4 separate regions of the Mus musculus genome follow, and regions 2, 3 and 4 are each linked to region 1. A link is a contact called in public HiChIP or PLAC-seq data. All regions are on one chromosome and are shown on one strand. Each heading gives the region's core, a stretch centred on a gene start, on an enhancer-like site or on the middle of the called end of the contact. The rest is flanking DNA. Distances are from core to core; before and after follow the strand shown.

Region 1 (3,443 bases), core at 664-3,163:
ATGAAATGTTCTTGGTCAGAGACCGGGAACCCAGCTGTGAAGAGTCAGGTCCTGAATCGTATGACCTCAAATGGGGAAGCTGGCTATGATGAACAGGGCCTTTAATTCACCCTCACAGCCTCGAGAAAAGCGCAGAGTAGGAGACTCATTTAAAATGGGGGAGGGGTGGTGGTACAGCAGGCAAAGGCCCTGGCTGCACAAACCTCATGACCTGAGTTCCAAGCAGGGAGTCGGGGTGGAAAAGTCCTCGGACTGACACACACAGGCTGGGACAAAAGTATGTGTGCACAGGAAATAGTAATAAAAATGATCACAGATTTAAAATGAGAGCTAGGTTTAGTGGCCCATGACTGTAATACCAGCACTGAAGACATGCAAACAGGATTAGTCCAAGGTCATCCACGACTAAGTATTGGATTTGAGGCCAGCCTGGGCTACATGACACCCCAATCTCAAACAATAAAAATAATAGGGGCTGGAGAGTTACCTCAGCAGTTAAGAGTACAGTCAGCTCTCCTAGAGGACATGAGTTTGCTTTTCAGCATTCACAACCTTCTGTAATCCCCTCAAAGCCACACACACACATACACACACAAACATTTTAAAAACAAATCTTTAAAAGATTAAATAATATAATGCAAAGATTGCACCGGGTGTGGTGGCACATGCCTTTAATCCCAGCACTGGGGAGGCAGAGGCAGGCGGATTTCTGAGTTCGAGGCCAGCCTGGTCTACAAAGTGAGTTCCAGAACAGCCAGGGCTACAGAGAGAAACCCTATCTCAAAAAACAAAACAACAACAACAACAACAACAACAAAATTACAATATAGCTCCAGTAGAGCAAAAGGTCCAGGTTTGACACCCTTCTCAGCACTCAGCCAGAAACCCAAACACAAAGCCCAAGAAAAGGCAGGCCAAGAATGAAAGACCAACATAAAGACACGCATGGCAGAGACGAGGCTTGAGCCCAGTTCCCAGCCCTGGGGCAGCCACACCAGCACCGTAGAGCTGAGGGGTGGGAGTCAAAGCCATTTGGGAACCTCTTATTTCCTGCGGAAGACCCAGCTTCCGGCTGCTAATCTATCAGTGGCCCAGGGCACCAGCATCTACTTCTGGTGGCTCCCCCATGGCCATGAGCTCATGGCTTCCCTCAAGCTGGGAGGGTGTGCGCCTAGGAGGTCTTTATGTAGATTCTAGGTGCTATGCTAGACGCTAGAGACTTTGCTCAAGTGCAGAGTCAGGGGTCTGGTGCATAAGGGGAAGACGTTGTTCTTATCACAAGTTGAATTGTAGCCCCCTATTGTTTTCCATTCCTCACCTAAGACACTGTCGGATGGAAGTTGGGGACTGGGCTAGACAGAGACATGCTAGCACCCGGAGGTTAGCAGACCATCTGCATCTGGTGGGATTTTGGTTTCAGCCTAAGACACTCATTCTGGCATGGGGGGGGGGCATGCAGGATATGGTCCTTGGATGTGGCCACTGGCAAGCTTTCTGTGTAGGTCAGGAGTGCATTTGTGCCTCGGCAGAGAGCTGGCTTCCCTAATCCTGTTCATGTAGCACATATGGGTGCTGCACAGAGGACCCACGGCGGTGCACCGCGTCCATCACTGGGACCTGTCACTCAGGGTCGAATGCATTCAGAGGGGATGGGGAGGGCAGGAACCCCCGGCCCTAGGGTGAGCGCAGCGGCAACCTAAATCTGTCTCTGGGGGCCTGGGGATGAGACCCGAAGGGAGGGCCGGGCCGCCGCTCACCTGCGCTCATTTCGGCTCCTCGCGCTCATCGCCGGCCGCTGTGGCCCGCGGCCTGGGCTCGGCGTGCGAGGCCCCGGGGCACGGTCGGGGGGCGCCGGTTGCGGCGATCCGCGGAGGGGCCGGGCTGGGCAGCACCTGCAAGACGCGACGGCGACTGGAACTGTGCCGCAGTCTGCGGCCGTCAAGCCCCGCCCCTCCACGGCGCCTGCGTCCGTCGCTGCCGCGCGGGCTGCCGGGACTTGTAGTTCCCAGTCTGGCCTCTGTCCGGAGCTCGCTGAGATCTTGATGCTGTGGGCAGCGTGGGTGGAGGCGCGAGTCGGGGGATGGGGAGAGGAGGGAAGAGATGGGAAGCAAGGGAATGTGGACGGGACAGTCCCCAGACAAAAGAGATAGACGGAAAAGGACAGGCTGCGAGACAGGTAGGCAGACATACAGGCAGACAGAGGGCGATGCTGGGAAGACACAAGTGGACCGGCTTGACAGAAAGGGGCGGGGGGGGGGGCACCAGGCAGACAACAGACAAAGAGGTAGAGAGGTGACAGACAAACAAACAGAAAGGAACGTTGGGACACCCCATTGGAACAGCCTCCATATAGAACAACAATAATACAGGAAACAGGCGGACAGACAAACATCAAATAGGCAGGCAGAGTGGGAGGGAGAGGTTGGAAGACACAGGTGGGACAGTCTCCAGACAGAACAGACAAACGGAAAACCGATATGCTGGGAGACAGGACAGACAAAAAGACAGGCACACGGATAGGCTGCTGGCAGACAAACAGGGGGGCCATACTGGGAGACAGAGGTGGAAGAGGAGAAAGTGTCCTGTCCGCGACCACAGCCTCAGGCGCACCCCTCAGCACTGCACCTTACGCGTGCAGGTTCAAGCCTGCCCCTGTCTCTTCCAGGCTGTGTGACTGTAGATGTGTAAGCTAACCTCCCTGGGTCTCCTTTTCTTCAAAACAAAACAAAACAGCACTATTAATTCTAATTGTGTGTGTGTGTGTGTGTGTGTGTGTGTGTGTGTGTGTGTGTGTGTGTGTGTGTGTGGTGGTGGTGGTGGTGCATGTATGCACAATAGCACATCAGAGAACAGTCTTCAAGAGTCAGTCATATTCTTTCTGTGGGTGCCTAGGAATTGACCTTAAGTCCCCAGCAAACACCTTTACCCCCTGAGCCATATTACTGGGTTTGGACCTATTTTTTTTTTTTAAATTTTATTTCTTTTCACGTGCCTTGGTGTTTGACTGCATGCGTGTCTGTGTGAGGGTGTTGGATCCTCTGGAACTGGCGTTACAGGCAGCTATGAGCTGCCATGTGGGTGCTGGGAATTGAACCCAGGATCTTTGGAAGAGCCACTCATGCTCTTTTTTTTTTTTTTTTTTTGGTTTTTCGATACAGGGTTTCTCTGTATCTTCTTGGCTGTCCTGGAACTCACTTTGTAGACCAGGCTGGCCTCGAACTCAGAAATCCACCTGCCTCTGCCTCCCAAGTGCTGGGATTAAAGGCGTACGCCACCACTGCCCGGCTACCGCCCATGCTCTTATCCACTGAGCCATCTCCCCAGCCCCGGGACAGCTTTTTCTGACCTGTACAATGACAAATAGCAGCAGTGACGGCTTGTTGTACGTGCTGCATAAGAGCACTCATCTAAAGCCTGATACTACTGGGTAGATATCAGGAGAA
Region 2 (3,443 bases), core at 687-3,186, 890 kb before region 1:
AACCAGGGAACTCTACAGGGACCACACCATAGACAATGTTCCTCCAACCTCATCCCAGTGAGATCTCAAGCATGGGCCCTAACCATCTTCCGTATTGCTTTTGCTCTTAGTGAGTCATCCGCACAGACGCTCTGCCTGATGGCCTGGAAGAGCAGCTCCCCCCACGAAGCCTGAAGGAATGCTGCCTGCAGCCTCCAGCTCCTGGGCTTCCTGGTATCTGCCTGAGTCACCTGCTTCCTCCGTTAGTCTCTTGGGAGTATAGCTTGTCCCAAGTACCAGTTACCCCTTTCACCTAACTTCACCTATGCCTGCTTTGGTCCACTGTGTGTTAACTCTACGGTGTCCTACATTCTCAGGTGCCCCTGCTGTGGCCACACGCAGTGCCTTCCAGACCTCCTAGCTATTATTACTCTGTCTGCTGAGCAGAGAGCTACTTAAATAACCTCCGGGTTACAGCGATAACCCAAAGGCCAGCGTGTCACACTGCCCGAACCCCTATCTGATGCCAGTGTCACTCCCTCAGAGACAACAGGGGACAGACACTTGAGAAGCTTGTGTTCTGCATTCCTGTGAGCTTTGTGTCGAGTCATGTGGGTTCAGAGGTGTCACTTCGGCAGCTTCTGTTTCTTGGCAGTGACCTTCAGACCTAAAAGTGGGCCACCGGATGCTCTAGAGGGGACATTGAGAAAATATCCAATGTGTCCCCAGCCTTCTCAGGGTATCACAGAGCATGAACAAATATATCCCGTGCCTTCCCTGTAAGCTAGACTAGCCACTACGCTGGGCCTGAGGGAGAGGGGTACAAAGGCAGCCAGGGCTGCTCTATCAGCTGCTTCATCAATAGTTCATGATGGGTAAGGGTAGCTGTAACCTTCCTAGTTTACTCTGTGGGGTCCAGTGGATCTCACACTCCAACACAGTTACTCTTGCCCCACATCAGTCTCCCGGTAGCCCAGAACAGGAAAGGATCCCGGGCCACACCCAGTGTCCGGCACACTTCACAAATCTATCCTTTTTATCTGCAAGCAGCAGGACACTGTTTTCCCAGAGTAGCTACTGCCAGAATGAAAGTCCCAGTCTTATGCCCATGTTAGGACCGTCTTTGGAAGGAGCCCAGAAGGGCACTCCAGTGCCAGAAGGGCTGGGCTTAAGGTATCTTTTCCCTACAGACATACACACATCATCTTAAAGGATTTGAAATGACTAACTGTTGCACGAACAAACATCTATTCACCCAGACAGGAACAGATGACAGTCTGAAAAAATCAGTACGCTAAGTCCATCCTGGAACATATGAGTCTACGGGGAGTTACCGGAGTGAGATGGAGGACTCACCCCCACACAGGTGAGGACTCAGGAAAGACACACTCCTGGAGGGCGAGGCACCCTGGAGGCAGATGTGCAGGTGGTCGGAATCCCCATTCCTCCCCAGTTGTTTCAGGTCTCCAAGCCCTGGGGAGGAGCCCTGTGTAATCTCCTGTTTCCAGGTTTGTTTACTTTCTGGGTCCCTCCCCTCCTTCCCGCAAGGGACGCAAGGGACGTTCAATTCAGAGGAAATGGCTGCGGACTCTGAGACATTAACTTGCCTATGACTTAAAACAGCATTTGGAGGCTGGTGAGGTGGTTCAGCTGGCAAAGGAATTTGCTGTCAGAGCCTTAACTTCAGTTCTGTCCCCAGGCCAGATGTGGCAGAGGTTGAGAACTAACTCCTACAGTTGTCCTCTGGCCTCCCAGGCAGCACTGTGGCACACCCTCCACAGCCATTGTTCTGGTACACTGTCTACTGCTGGGGCTTATTTGGCTTCCTTGGCCAGATTACCATCCATCAAGAAGGGAAGAAACGAAAGGCAGGAACCCAGAGGCAGGATCTGAGGCAGCGGGCTGGACTCTCCCACATCAATTCTTTTGTTTGTTTGTTTGTTTTGTTTATTTTTAAATTTTATTTATTTATGTATTTATTTTGGTTCTTCATGACAGGGTTTCTTCTCTGTGTAATCCTGGCTGTCCCGAAACTCACTTTGTAGACCAGGCTGGCCTCAAAGGCAGAGATCTACTTGCCTCTGTCTCCCGAGGCCAGATCTAGTTTACCCCCAAATTCTATATTCCAGTGTAGAAGCCGTATCATGAAGTTTTTACAGCTAGTTCAAAATACATCGGTGGGTATACCAGAGAGGCGGGTACCGTGAGATTGGCGTTTGCCATAGGCTCCAGGTGCTGTCTGATGGCATTCTTAGCTCTTGGATTGGTGGAAGCTGGTAGTCTGTTAAGTTACTAGATTCCCAAAGATTTTCATGTATCAGTCACAGGACGTTAGTGGGGCAGGGTGGGGGTGGGAGTGGGCATATGGTCTGGCTGTTCCTGAGAGCTAGAACTAGCCCAAGGTGAAGTAACTAAGTAGCCTTTGGAACTGCGACATTCCAGTCTCCTCAGAGAACTGTAACACTAACCAACCAATCAGGCTCTGCGGGGCACAGCTTCTTTCCAGGAATTTGGTTCACAGAGGCAATTCCTCAGTTGAGGTCACTTCCTTCCAGATAGGTTTACGCCAAGTTGACAAAAAAAAAAACCAACCCAGCACAACCACCAACACACACACATACATACACACACACATATACACATATACGCACATATACATACATACACACATACACATATATGCATGCACATGCACACAGATATATGCAATTAAAAACAACCACAACTAAATCTTAGAATATTGAGGATCAAACACAGGGACCCACAAATGCTAGGCAAGCATTCTATCACTGAGCTACACCCCCAACCCATATGCAAATAATATGAAATCTTACCTCAGGTCAACTCATAATCTCCCTTTGCATATTTACCTCCCTTTCTTCCTGCTCCAGGCAGCGGGGCCTCAGGAGCCACTACCTACCTTCACTGCCCCCACTGAATGGCCTCCAGATGCTGTAAGAGATTGAAGAGAAAGATTAAGATTCCCTTCCCCTGCCATCACCCCGTCGCCTCAAGTGAGTGTTTATGGTATCCCTGGACATTGACGGCTAAGCATCATCTCGGTCCATCTGGGGCTTCCTGATGACTGAGGTCTTTATGAGGCTTTCCTGATGACTGATGATTAATTAGTATCCTGGCATTCCTGAGTGCTAGGCGCATGCTCTAGGCTGCATGCTCTGACCCAGGGTTATCTCGGAAGGCCTCACTAATCCCTTTCTTGATTCCCCCAGAAGCTCAGGGCTTGATGAGACCACCCAGTTCTGTCAGACTCTGGAATGTGCCCCCAGTGGTCACGCCCTATTTCTTCCTTCTGTCTTTTCCGTGTACGCAGGCACAAGTGTGCATGTGTATATGTGTGTGCATGTGTGTAAGGGGTGTACCCATATACTCACGAGGAAGACATTAATTGACTCACTCTATCATGCTATCATGCCCTATTTCCATGAGAAATGATCCTCACTGAT
Region 3 (3,443 bases), core at 394-2,893, 800 kb before region 1:
TCTGGGGAGAGCAGTAATGAGAAACTCAAAGGGGGTTAGTTGCCCCAAAGTAAAGGAGATTCACCACGTTGGCTAAAACTGGCTTGTTTGGGGATTTGGCAGTTATCCCTGCCACCTGATTTCTCAGACTGTTAAATAACCTAGTTTCAGCTTGGTAAAAATAAACATGAGTGAGTGCAAATTGGTCTGCTGGTGCCAGTGCAGAAAATCAATCCAAAACACAGGTATAGTATAGGTCACTCGAGCAGCAAAGCCTTAGGCACAGACCAATATTCAGCTCTGCGACAGCGCATTCGCCTAGCATGCACGAGAGGCGGGGGGGGGGGGGGGGATGACGATGATAGGCTTTAGCTTCATTTTTTATTTATTTTGCAACTAACTATTCAAATATTTACTGGCAGCTTGTACAAACCAAGGTCTGTGCAGACAGTGATACAATGCTGAACAAGAAAAGTGTGAGACTCTACCTGCAGGAGCTTACCTGAAAGAGCTCTACCTGAAAGAGCCCAAAGAACAACGATATACACTAAATGTATAGAAGAGAGAGCCAGGCATGGTAGTGCAGACTTTTAATCCCGGCACTCTTTGAGGAGGCAGAGGCAGGCAGATCTCCTGAGTTTGAGACCACCCTGATTCACCTAGTAAGTTCCAGGCCAGCGAGGATTACACGGTGAGACCCTGTCTCAAAAGCAAACAACAAAAACAGCATGCTAGGTAAGTGTTTTAGAAACCGATTACATAAGAACTCACTCAACACGAGGCATGGAATAGAAAATACATCAAGAGCCCTTGGTCACGGGCGCAAAAAAAAAAAAAAAAAATGTCAGCCTTATTCACCACGCCCTCTTCCCTCGGTTCTTTTGTTTGTTTGTTTGTTTGTTTGTTTGCTTGTTTGTTTGTTTTTTCAAGACAGGGTTTCTCTGTACAGTCCTGGCTGTCCTGGAACTCACTTTGTAGACCAGGCTGGCCTCGAACTCAAATATCCACCTGCCTCTGCCTCCCAAGTGCTGGGATTAAAGGCGTGCGCAACCACGCCCGTCTTTCCCTCAGTTCTTGTCCAAATTCCAGTCTAGAACATCCTTGGGTTGATGTACTGAATTTGGAGCCTTGGATTCTAAGCTTCGGGCAAGTCTTTGGCCCTCTCCGAACTTCAGTATATGAAGAGGTTGAACTAGGAAGAATCCCTAAGGTCGCCTCAAACGCTGACGCTCTAGGATTCTATGAATAGGGTCAAAGTGAACTGGGACCAGCGACTGCGTCCCCGTCCTAGCAACAGTTGCTAGATGTGGGCCATCTTCTGGCAACCAGTGGAAACCCCTCCCCGGTTCCGGGAGGTCTTCCTGGTATCCCGTGATGCATAGCGACTCCGCCTCGCTAGAAGGCACGTTCTGGCCTCGCTAGTCAAGAGCAAGCTTTCAGACCCAGCCAGAGAGCGCTCTCCGTTCCTATAGCAACTGCGCCAGATCCAGGTGCCTACGGTGACCGTCAAGGCCAAAATAGGTTCATCGCGTGTGCGGCCTAAACCGGTCTGTGCGCGCGTCGCAGGCGTGGGGTCTTTAAGTGACACGTGACTGCCCCGGGCCTGGGCCCCGCCTCCTTCCCCTCCCCAGGTTCTCTGGTGTGGACTGGAAGCGCCGGCCCCGGCGGATTCACTGGAGCACGGACGCTGCGGCCGGTTGGGCCGGTGCCCTTTCCCGGTAACTCCTTCCCGGCTTGACGCGCGAGCGTGGCGGGGCCTTGCAAGCTGGGGGATCTCCCGTCAGATCCTCCGCGTCCTCAGCCCGCGCTGGGCCCCGGGGGGCCCCGGGAGCCGACAGGAACCGGGGCGGCGGGGGAGGGGGCCGCCTCCCGGAAGGTCGTAACCCGGGCGGGCGCCCGAGTCGGGACTTGGTCCTGCGGAGCGTCTGGGGAGCCTCCGCCGCCTGCGCTTGGGGACGCCGAGGGCTACCTGTTGGCCAGCGCGTCCCCAATCCTGTGGCCGGCCCCCTGGAGCTGGAGAACGTCAGCCAAAAATTGTCCCCACCTCACCCACTCCCGCAGCAGACACTTCACCCACCCTGCCTGTGGATTCTGCTTAGTAAACCCCTTACCCACTTTACTGTACCCCATCCCCATAAAGATCCTGCTAGGTGCTGGTGTTCAGTCACACCCTATCAGCAAGAACACAGGTTTAGGTCCTAGAATGGTGGTGGACAGCCCCCCACCCCCGCAATCTGATCCCCAATCTGGGTGAGTTTAGCCAGTACCTCAGAACAGGCTGTCTTAAAAGAGAAACAGGAACTGGCTTGCTTGTGGATTTTACTTAGCATGTGTGCAGTTCTAAACAGTGGTCAACTGTTTATAAAGACTCCCAAGCAGGGTTTATGGCTTGCACTTGTCAAAATCCACCCCCCCTGAGTAAGGTGTCAGCCACTGAACCTTACTAAACACTGTGAGGTCAAGATAAATGGACCCATGAAACCAGCATATGGTATAAAAGATCACAGCCCCCTGTGTGAGTGTGTGTATCTCCAGGTCCACGCTATCTCCTTATCAACCAGCCAGGATTATTCCAAAACCCACACTGAGTTCTACCCCTCAGCTGAGTTGTAGTTTAAAACATTTTAAAGCCGTGCCTATTCTTCTAGTCTTTCCTGTTCTCTTTAGATAAGAAACTGGATTCTTAATAATAGCAGACTTCTGAATATTAATGCACAGTTATTTTAAGGTGTTTTACTTTCATGTCTATTTAGTGTCCAGAAATGCCACAATGATCCTAGAATGTAATTTAGTACATGAGAAATCATGATGAGTTTGTGAGCTAATTTGACCCGTTCTCAGCTACTCTGAAGCCAATTATTTTAAGTTTATTGTTATGATAGATGAAATGGTGCATTTGAGATATCCTCTCCTGGATATCCTAGATATATTCTCAGAGTCACCACTTGTTTCAGAGCATTCATTTCCAGTAATTTTAAAAGGACTTTTCTAATCTATTAATCTATTATGACTTGTCTTTTTTTTTTTAATTCATAATAGTTCTTGTGTGTGATATTCAAAAATAGTGGTCTTTTTTGTTTTAAAGATAGGGTCAACTAGATTGACACATTCCCTCTTAAAAAAAAAAAATCTCGTGTTTAGCTCTCATTTGAACATCTTTATTCCCTACCTTAAGAAGCATGACCATTCAAGTTCCTGTCTCTTGAACTTAAAACTACCTCTTGATCATTTCAGCTCTGGGAAGGAAGAGAGATGGAATTGAAAAGGTTGGGCGTGTCCTGGCGATTCTTGATGGTTCTGGTTCTGATCCTGCAAAGCCTGTCTGCATTGGATTTTGACCCATACAGAGTCCTAGGGGTCAGCCGCACGGCCAGTCAGGCTGACATTAAAAAGGCATATAAGAAGCTCGCTCGGGAATGGTAGGTGAACCCAAGAACGGAAGTTTAACGTCCGCTAGGCAGTCA
Region 4 (3,443 bases), core at 358-2,857, 630 kb before region 1:
TGTCACCACCTCTTTATTTCCCTTCTCTCCCCTGGGTTACCATGCCTTAGCTCATGGCCACAGCAATGCCTACATTTAAAGATTCCCATTAGGGGAGCCACTCAGCTGCACTGGCTCCTCAGTCCTCCACCCACTGTGTGACCACATGAGCCTCTCTCAGCATGGGGAAACTGAGGCTGAGGGGAGCCATGTCTCTGGCTGGAGCCACATATGTTTGCCATGACAGAGCCAGGACTGGAGTTCAACTCTGCCTACCCCCATACCATGCTCTCAACGAAGACAAGGCTACATCAGGACTACTGGGCTTCGTGTCCCTCAGAGGCCACTGCATGTGAGACCCTTGTGCCACCAGGGAGTCCTTGGTGTCCCCAGAGTCTGGTTGGCCAAAGCTAGTTATCAAACCAAGTTCTGAAGCTGCCTCAATGGCTTAGCAAAACAAACAACCCTGTTTTCCTACCTTCTGAAGCTGGAAGCGCAGGAAGGTATTGGCGGTGTTGGCGTCTCTCTTTTATTTCAGTTATCTGTGGTGCTGTGGTAGAGCCAGGGCCTGGGCATGCTGGTCACGTGATCTGCCCGTGGTCCACACCACAGCCCAAGGCTGACTTCTCCTGAGACCTCTTTCCTTGACTTTAAAATGAGCAGCTTCCTTTGGTCTTCTCTGAATCTGAGTAAAATCAGCTTTCCTCAGGCTGGGGACATAGATCAGTCGGCAGACTGCCCACCTGATGCCCACGAGGCCCCCCAGGATCCAAATGAACTGGGCATGATGGCCCCTGCCTGTATTCTCAGCCCTGGGGAGGCAGAGGCAGGAGGATCTGGAGTTCGGAGTCATCCTCGGCTCCATAGCAAGTCTGAGGTCAGCCTGGATTCCATGAGAGCCAGAGAGGAGAGAGAGGGAGAGGAGGGGAGAAGGGGGTTGGGGAGGGAGGAAAGGGAGGAAGAGGAGGAGGAGGAAGAGGAGGAGGAGGAGGACAGGGAGATGGAGACCCAGTTCTGTTGAATAGGACCCACACAGGGACTGCATATTACCGAGGGAGCTACCACGGCCTCCCTCTACAGTCCCTGAGGGGCTGGATTAGGGCGTCAGCAGCAGTCTTAGAGCGCTTGAGTCCAGGCTTCCTGTTTGTGTACGTCCGGGGGAGCTCAGGCCTAGGAAAGAGGGTGCCTGTCCATGTGGGTCACGGAGCAGAGCCACTGCAGGGCCAACGACACACTCCGAGCCCTCTCTCCAGACTGCAGGCACGCTCCACCACAGGGACAGGTGTGTAAGGCACCCAGTGGCCTTTCTCCTATGAAAGTGGACACTCGCTCTTGGCCAGGTAGCCTCAACCACCTTCCCCAACCACTTCCCAAGTGAGAAAAATTACTCCAGATGAACACTCCTGAACACTCCAATAAAGTTTTATATTTTGTAAACTTTGGCAATTGCCCTCTGCTTCCCTGTCCCTGCCCCGCCCCGCCCCGCCCCAAACCCTCAATCTCAAGCCTTTTATTTCTAGGAAGGACCCAAAAAGCAGTGCCCGCCCGCCCAGGTGAAGCCTGCCACCTAGTGGACGGAAGGAGAACAGTATGACCCCAAGAAAGACTGCGCTCAACCGGAGTCTTTTTTTTTTTTTTTTTTTTTTCGAGACAGGGTTTCTTTGTGTAGCCCTGGCTATCCTGGAACTCACTCTGTAGACCAGGCTGGCCTCGAACTCAGAAATCCGCCTGCCTCTGCCTCCCGAGTGCTGGGATTAAAGGTGTGCGCCACCACGCCCAGCTTCAACCTAAGTCTTAAGGGGATTCCAAACCCTTCTTTCCCTGTGGCTTGTAGAAGCTAAACTACTAATTTTCAGAAGCCCGAAGAGACAGAGCGCTGCGGGGAGCAGCTCTGCTTTGGGAACTTGAGAGGGCCAAGTCACACTTCAGGTTGAGTGCGGGCCACACCTGAGAGGGGGAAGGCCAGGTGAGCTGGCCGAAGAGGGACTTCCGGAAGGCATGGTGGCCTTGAAGTCTAGCGGGGACAGACCAGAACCAGTTAACTGCTTTGCCCTTGAGACCTGAATGGGAAGCCACCAGCAGCTGCGAGCTGACAGTGCCACTGAATCCAGCAACCTGGAAGATCTAAGGCAGCTGTCTCCCCGGCCCCGCCCCCAGGCCTTTGACCCTTTCCTAGTCCCTCCCCTGTCCTCTAGAGACACCTTTGACCAGTGATATCATTGGGTTTGTCCCAGCGCGGACCCGGTCGGAGGCTGAGGGTTCCTGGAGGCTGCCATGTTCTCCCTGCCTTCCCTCTCCTCCTGGCTCCCCAGCCTCCCTTCCTTTGAGTGGGGTTCCAGTCTCTTCGACAGCCTTCTGCAAGGTGAGCGCCTCTGGGATGCACACCTGCCCCTCCCCGCCACGTCCCTCCCGCGGGTGGGCGGAGTGCAAGGTGGGCCCCACATCCACGTGGGGGTCTCGGCTCCTGGCTGCCCCCTGAGCTCACCCTGCCTCCTCCCCGACAACACTAACGCCCCCCCCCCTTCACCCTCTCCTTTGTCTGGCTCAGGCTTGATCGGGGCCCTTGGAGTCTCGGTTCTCAACAGTCTCCTGAAAGTTTATTTCTTCGTGGCCTGTGTCAAGTGAGTGTCCACGTCGGTCCCACCCACCTTGCCCAGGCAGTTGGTCCCTGAGCGGAGTCTGGTCTCTCTTGGAGAGAGCCGAGAGAGTTGAGCTGGAGCCCTGGCAACTCTCCCACGGGACAGGACCCCGTGATCCTGTCTTTCAGCCGGCACCCATTCTGCCCCCACAGTGACCCCCAGCGGCAGCCCCAAAAGCAGCGGCTGAGCGCGCAATGGGCCTCGTTGGAGATGCTGCATCTGGCTGGTCTGACCCTGTTCCTGACCTTGATAGGGTCCCGGGTAGCCGCCCTCGTCGTCTTGGAGTTCTCGCTCCGGGCTGTGTCCACTCTGCTGTCTCTGGGCAAGGTGAGACGACAGCGTGGGGCCACTCTGGGCCACTTTCATCCTCTGGATTGGGAAATAGAGCCTAGTGACCCCACCCCCACTTTCAGATGGAAACCATAGATTTTAGTTTGTTGCCTGGCAGTACGAGACAGACCCAACACACACACACACACACACACACACACACACACACACACACACACACAATCACACCCGTGTAAATGTCGGTTCTGTGAGCTGGGAGTGTGGATCAGTTGGTAGAGTGCTTGCCTGGCATGCTCACACAAAGCCCTGGATTTGATCCCCTGCACCGTGTAAACCCAGGCCTGGTGACAACCTTGCCTGAAGGATGAGAAGTTCAGGGCCATCCTTGACTATTGGGTCTGGGGCTAGCCTGGAACACATGAGATCCAAAAACAAAAGGCTTGTTCTGCTGAGCTTTTTGACCGGCCCTGGCTAAGTTCCTTTGAGGGCTTTGGCCCATTTTGTCCGGACAGCTGTAATAATTAAGGGTCTTCT

What was found. HiChIP or PLAC-seq counts read pairs in DNA pulled down with a chosen protein or histone mark.
Region 2: an HNF4G HiChIP or PLAC-seq map of pancreatic cancer cells shows a contact between it and region 1. The contact joins the promoter of Fhad1os2 here to the promoter of Atp13a2 in region 1. A contact is called at or near these places in 2 of 115 datasets of contacts at active chromatin or transcription factors (microglia and pancreatic cancer cells).
Region 3: a contact with region 1 is called in a FOXA1 HiChIP or PLAC-seq map of pancreatic cancer cells. The contact joins the promoter of Dnajc16 here to the promoter of Atp13a2 in region 1. A contact is called at or near these places in 1 of 39 promoter capture datasets (pre-B cells) and 1 of 115 datasets of contacts at active chromatin or transcription factors (pancreatic cancer cells).
Region 4: a FOXA1 HiChIP or PLAC-seq map of pancreatic cancer cells shows a contact between it and region 1. The contact joins the promoter of Tmem82 here to the promoter of Atp13a2 in region 1.

The regions. Positions count from the first base shown.
Region 1 is chr4:140,985,391-140,988,833 of GRCm38.p6, reverse strand. Atp13a2 (ATPase type 13A2) reads right to left here and starts at 1,913. Exons shown (of 29, transcript NM_029097.3): 1 at 1,758-1,913. The coding sequence starts at 1,767.
Region 2 is chr4:141,879,774-141,883,216 of GRCm38.p6, reverse strand. Fhad1os2 (a long non-coding RNA gene) reads right to left here and starts at 1,936. Exons shown (of 5, transcript XR_003955162.1): 1 at 1,336-1,936. It overlaps Gm46874 (a long non-coding RNA gene), which reads left to right. Exons shown (of 3, transcript XR_001784482.1): 2 at 111-1,345; 3 at 2,871-3,443.
Region 3 is chr4:141,788,844-141,792,286 of GRCm38.p6, reverse strand. Dnajc16 (DnaJ heat shock protein family (Hsp40) member C16) reads left to right here and starts at 1,643. Exons shown (of 15, transcript NM_172338.2): 1 at 1,643-1,697; 2 at 3,214-3,398. The coding sequence starts at 3,232.
Region 4 is chr4:141,616,797-141,620,239 of GRCm38.p6, reverse strand. It overlaps Tmem82 (transmembrane protein 82), which reads left to right and starts at 1,607. Exons shown (of 6, transcript NM_145987.2): 1 at 1,607-2,341; 2 at 2,528-2,600; 3 at 2,771-2,945. The coding sequence starts at 2,254. Slc25a34 (solute carrier family 25, member 34) reads left to right here. Exons shown (of 5, transcript NM_001013780.1): 5 at 1-1,416.